2 separate regions of the Rattus norvegicus genome follow, and region 2 is linked to region 1. The links are chromatin contacts, called in public Hi-C maps. All regions are on one chromosome and are shown on one strand. Each heading gives the region's core, a stretch centred on a gene start, on an enhancer-like site or on the middle of the called end of the contact. The rest is flanking DNA. Distances are from core to core; before and after follow the strand shown. Region 1 has its middle 68 kb from the start of Bach2. Region 2 overlaps Bach2 (BTB domain and CNC homolog 2).

What was found. Hi-C and Micro-C count contacts between places; a contact is called where the count stands out from the background.
Region 2: a Hi-C map of liver shows a contact between it and region 1, with 3 times the contacts expected there. The contact joins two enhancer-like sites. A contact is called at or near these places in 8 of 12 Hi-C or Micro-C datasets (the A7r5 cell line, Schwann cells, frontal cortex and 4 more) and 1 of 1 datasets of contacts at active chromatin or transcription factors (oligodendrocytes).

Annotation. Positions count from the first base shown.
Region 1 is chr5:51,444,125-51,446,824 of GRCr8, reverse strand. It overlaps a transcript of Bach2 not described here. Among named protein-coding and RNA genes, the nearest start is that of Bach2, 68 kb to the left of the region's middle. Within about 2 kb of position 1,409, at least 65 of the 93 cell types and tissues checked have an H3K27ac peak or open chromatin away from gene starts, as enhancers often do. A contact at or near this core is called in liver, where this site is marked.
Region 2 is chr5:51,762,540-51,765,239 of GRCr8, reverse strand. All of the region lies in intron 4 of Bach2 (BTB domain and CNC homolog 2), which reads right to left. Among named protein-coding and RNA genes, the nearest start is that of Gja10, 34 kb to the left of the region's middle. Within about 2 kb of position 1,364, at least 5 of the 93 cell types and tissues checked have an H3K27ac peak or open chromatin away from gene starts, as enhancers often do. A contact at or near this core is called in liver, where this site is marked.

The DNA of each region.
Region 1 (2,700 bases), core at 160-2,659:
GCGCAGGACAGCAGCAGCCCTGGCTGTGGAAGCTGGCGGCGTGCTTCCTCTCCGCCATGGCTGACTCTCATTTTCTGTGAACCCCCTTGCTGGAATCCTTTGACGGTGACTCACAGGGCAATCGGGCTACTCAGCAAGCCCACAGCCCTTCACAATAGACTGTGTAGGAGGTGCCCAGATCCTGGCGGCCTGTGGTCTGTTCAGTTTTTTCCTTTCTGCCTTCTGGGAGGATCTGCTCTTCAGCCACATTTCCCTCAAAACACAGCCCCAGAGGCAACGCTTAGTGCACAGATTTCTGAGCGATGAAATAATCCACTTTGGTTTCTTAGTCATAATGAAACTAAAAACAGTGAGACAAAAAAAACAATGGGGTCACCATCACACCTACAAAAACACGATTTCATACTCCAGTGACATAAAGAGGTCGGGAGGGGGGGTGGGGGGGAACTCAAACTAACATTTTCCAACCTTTCACTGAGAGCAGGGGCTAAAACCACATGTTTTGAAGGGCTCACACTGTGTTATTATTAGAAGTCACAATTCTATTGATACTGATGAGTCACCCCTTATCGGCGGAAACCGAGAATGTCCATCAGCATATGCTTCAGTCACTGTGGCTTTCTCTTTATTACTGGTCAGAGAGCCCTCAGGAAACTTCTCCGGGGTACCAAGAGGCTCTGTTTCAGCCCCTGCAAGGCTTTTTCCTGTGACAGCTCAGCTCGTTTGCATCATCCTCTGGGAGTCTAGGATGATCTGATCAACTCCCGTCCACAAAAGGAAGTTTGGGTAGCGACCTCAGAAAAACAGCATTTCACACTTTCCGATGAAATACCCAAACCGAGCTATGTAAACAAAACCAGCAAAGGGAGTCAGCTAAGTCAGGTGGCATCATCCTGACCCAGGGCTAGACGCTTTGTTTTTGTTTTTACATCAAGAGCCAGCAACAGATGCAAACAAAGGCTGTGGTCACCAAGGGACTGGCCTGCTAGTCACACCCCCTTACTGCCCCGCCTCCTGTTTCTGCTGCCCACAGAGATGTGGGCCAGGTCTCTGCAATGCCAAGGAAGCCCCACTTCCAATTTCATGAAGTCCTTGGGGGGGGGGGGGCTAAGTAGTTAACAGCAGGACCTCTCCTTACCCATGTGTCTGGGTTTGAAGGTTCCCAAAACAATAAAGTGAAAGTCTTATTTTCCCAGATAAACGCTATTGTGTCCTACGCTGCTTCTGCAAAGGCAGGCAGACTTCAGCGCCTGCTTCCCTGCCCGCCCCGCCAGAGGCTGTGGTGGGTAGAGGGAAGAAGACTGCCCATCAGTTCGCAGTGATCACAGACCCACAGACAGTGACCTCCCATCCCTCCCAGGCCACGCTGGCCCTGAGCACTGCAGAGCGGCCCAGGGAGCCCCACGGCCCCGGGGCACATGAGTCAGCAAGCCGCTGGTGGGAACTGCTGACTGCTCAATACTGGCATTCAGAGGTACACTGTGGGGCGAAACAAAACTGGGACACACAAGACTCTCTGCCGCCCCCCCACCGCCCCCGCCACCACCCGCTTATTATTTTCCTCTGTCAGACCAAAACATGCAGAGAGTCTACACCCTGGCTCAAAAAGAAGTTACGACCAATAATAATCAGTAGTGGTAATAAAAAAAAAAAACAACAAAAACACAAAAAACAAAACAACTCACTCTCCGTGTTTCAATGTGTGGAACAGCTGCATTCAAATCTCTTGAGCCGGTTAATTTTAACTGGCTTTAATTTTAACTAGATTTAACTGCTTTTCCTCTCCTCTGACAAATCAAAATAGCCTGCCGTATCGACCACAAGAACTGGTAACCAAAGCACGGTTCCTGTTTTTCGGAAGAGACTTGCACTCAAAGCCACAGATGAGGTGTTCAACATATGTGGGAATTGAAGTGTTAAATGGGGGAGACTGAAACTCAGACACTAACTCAGGCCCCGTGGCGCCTTTACATGGCCATCCCATGCCAGACTCTGACCTACATGCCCTCAGTTCTGCTCTCTCACTCAACACAGAATCCCAAAGTCCACGTGGAAGGTCTGGTGTTTGGAACAGAGAATGCATTTCCCCCAAAGGCGAGTGCAACTTGTCCATGAGGGAGCACGGTGGGGACAGTCCATGCTACACTCCAGCCTTTAAGGAGCATTCCAGGTTGTGCCGCTTACAGGAGGGGAAACACTACCGCAGGCAACGACAGCACCAAAATAATGAAGACAGCCCCCAACCCCCACGCCCAAGCGGCTGAGTCTGGGAAAATGTCTAATTAGCAGAGAAGGAAGGCCCAAGTGTTCCAAGAGACTTCTGCACAAAGGGGAAAGAAAGGCATTGATAGTTATCTACTGGTACGGATAGGAAGCGTCTGGAACGATCTGAGTCCCAGGAGGAAGAGGATGAAGGAAGGAAGAGAACAAAGAAGAGAAAAGCTGGTGACTAGGAAGAGGAGGTTGAGAAAAGGGGAAGGGAGGGAGAGGAGGAGGGAGAGGAGAGATAGGAGGAGGAAAGGGGTGAGGAAGACTCAGCAGGAGTTGGAAAAAGGAAGAGAAGGATGCTGAGAACTGAGGAGTCTGGGTGAAGGTTGCCATGAGGTATATTTATACTCAGGAACTACAGCGTACTCTCCACTGGACTACCCTGTTACAGAAAAACCACTCCACACCCAGCTACGTAAGACCGAGTCCAGC
Region 2 (2,700 bases), core at 115-2,614, 320 kb before region 1:
GAGGGGAACGCATTACCCCACTGTGGGGTCAGGTCTGCTCTGAGCGTTAAAGAGGAGCCGCCAGGACAAATGGCTCCTTTTCAGGCTCTTGGGAAGGCTTCTGCCTGTGGGGCTGCATCTCTACTAGGCCTCTGATTATGTGGAGGGCTGCTCATTTCCCTTCTATAAGCTGTGGGTCACAGGCGCTCAGATCCTACATGGTGACTCAGCCGCACGGAGGGCATCAGTCAGAGGCACAGTGTTTGGGCATCACAAAAGCTGTGCACTCCTGGGGCCCTGGGGGATTTCTCTTTCCGCTGACAGTAGAGCCATCCTACTTTAGCTCCAGACGGTTATTTGCTTTCTCTCGGAAAGAAAACATGCGACGGCCCAGATACAGGGAGAGTCTAAAGGGCTTCCGCCCTAAGCACTACTGTATTTAAAGCCACCTAGACAGCAAACACAGACCAGGTAGATAGGATGGGAGGTTGGCAGGGGAAGAAAGGGAAAATCAACAACGGCAGTGTCAAAGTCCTTGGAGCAAAAGCAAAGGCCATATGAAATTTCATCAGGGCTGCCGCCATCCAGCTGTGTCTCTGGAAGAGGGTCAGTGGAGGAGAAAATAGTCAACCATACACCTTCTTTTCTATCAGGGGGAAGGGAACCCTCACTCCTGGGGGGTGGGTTTTGGTTTTTAGATCTGCTAGCCATACAGTAAGGAAGGATTTACATGGACCAGCAGGTGGGAGCACAGACACTTAACCATAATCCTTTGCTCTTTCCAAGCCAATGGGCATTCCTGAAGAGGAGGAGCAGCCCCAGGCCTTTGCAGAGGAATATTCTCACAAGCTTTTGTGTGCACAAATATTTCCCGCACAGGGCTGGAAACCAGGTAACGTGACAGGGCCTTGGAAGGCTGAACATTTCCCAGAAGGCTCATGCCTCTGCTCTTTCCTCAAGGAAGATTAGCACAACTTACACAATTGTGTTTTAGTCAATGCTCCTGCATAACATATCCTTCCGAACTGTACTTCTCATACGAGGTGTCTACTCTCCGGGTCCCTGGAGACTGCACAGAATACACAATATGACACAACGAGACATTCTGCCAACTCCAACGGTCACCGCCACCTGTCTGAGTGGCCCGCAGTTATATCCAGTGGGCTCTCTGGGCAGGGAGGCTGCACAGCTGTTGCACCTGCAAGGTTCATAGGTGACGAATCCCTTTAGTTGTGAACTGCTCTCGCTCTCCGTTAAGGCTCTGAGGAATAGCCACTGAGTCAGCAGGCCAAATGTGAAAGAGGGCACTACAGGCCACTGCTGTGGTTTGCACAATATGTTCCTGTTGGTCGTCCCAGTCTTGCCAAAGTGTTGACTCTTCCCCTGCCTCTGGAACCCACAGGAAGTGCAGGATTAGAGGTCATTTTCTCAGTATGAGACCTACGCTGCTCACCAGCAGTGCCCAGAGGAAGGTCAGGCTTTGTGGGAGTCCCAGCTCTTTAGCAGTGTGCGAAATAGATTCCTGCAGAGTAACCAGGGACCTTTTGACCTAGAGATGGCAAAGAGCAGAGGACCTTCTGAATGGTGCATGGAAAGCTAAAATCAGCTTTCTCAGCACATCTACAGAGAGATAAGAGAGAAAGCCTGGACCAGAGAGGCTGGGCAGGCTGCAGGGAGGCCTGGGATACAGTGCATCCTTCTCCTCAGACGGACAACTGCTTGGTAACGCCTGCCTACATCCTGTAGCCTAAGCCACTCTCCCCATTCCCAGTAAAATACAACTGAAACCCCAATTTCCTATAAAGAATTCAAATATGAGACACGAGAGGAACAGCTACCACTCCTAATGCTTGTACCGCCTTGGTGCGTTTCTCCACAACGCTTGCTCTGCACGGCTTTTATGGAACGATGTCAGGGACACCCTGCCCATCTCGTCCCACCAAGCTTTTAAACACACATTTCGCTTGCCCATTGCCTCTGGTTTGCTAGGCAGAGACTACTGCTACTGAAGAAGGAGGGTGGAGAAGTAGATTTGGAAGCAAAAGCCAAAACCAAGAATCTGTTTTCTCTATGAGTCCCAGAAGAGTGGACTGTGAAACCGTTCCTGCTTCTGTATTTATCAGACAGGAGCTGGAGCCACAGGCATACAGCACCAGGCTGAGTGTGCCCCTTGGAGACCATGGCAATGGTCTGGCTCTCCAAGACCAAGAGATGTTTCTGCACCACCGTCTTTCTGCTTGTGAATCCCAGGTATCCTGGGATTCACTTCTCAGGCCACAAGGAATTAGCTCTGTGGTCTCAGAGAATCCATTCTCTCTGTCCAAGACCGCTTGAGGTTCTGTGAGTCAGAGATGATACTTGATCCACTGGGCTTCTGGGTTTGCTAGGAAGAATAAAATCAGGGATCGCCTGGTGGCGAGGGGAGGTGTGTCTTTCCTTGTCATGTGACTTCCTCTTCCAGGCATAAAGCACTAGGAAATTCAAACACTGAGCATGTTCTAGACAGCATGGAAACATTGTTTTACTCACGAATACAGTTGACTCCTATGCTGCCATTCAAAGACATCTTTCTATTAAGCAGACCAAGTGCAGACGCTTGTGAAAACATTCTCCAGTCACTGAACCATAGACATAATTTTAAGAATCTTGCATGGAAAGCTATCAAGTCAGTTGGGAAGAAAAAGGGGTTCGGTGGGAGGGGGGAGGGGGATGAGAGGTGAT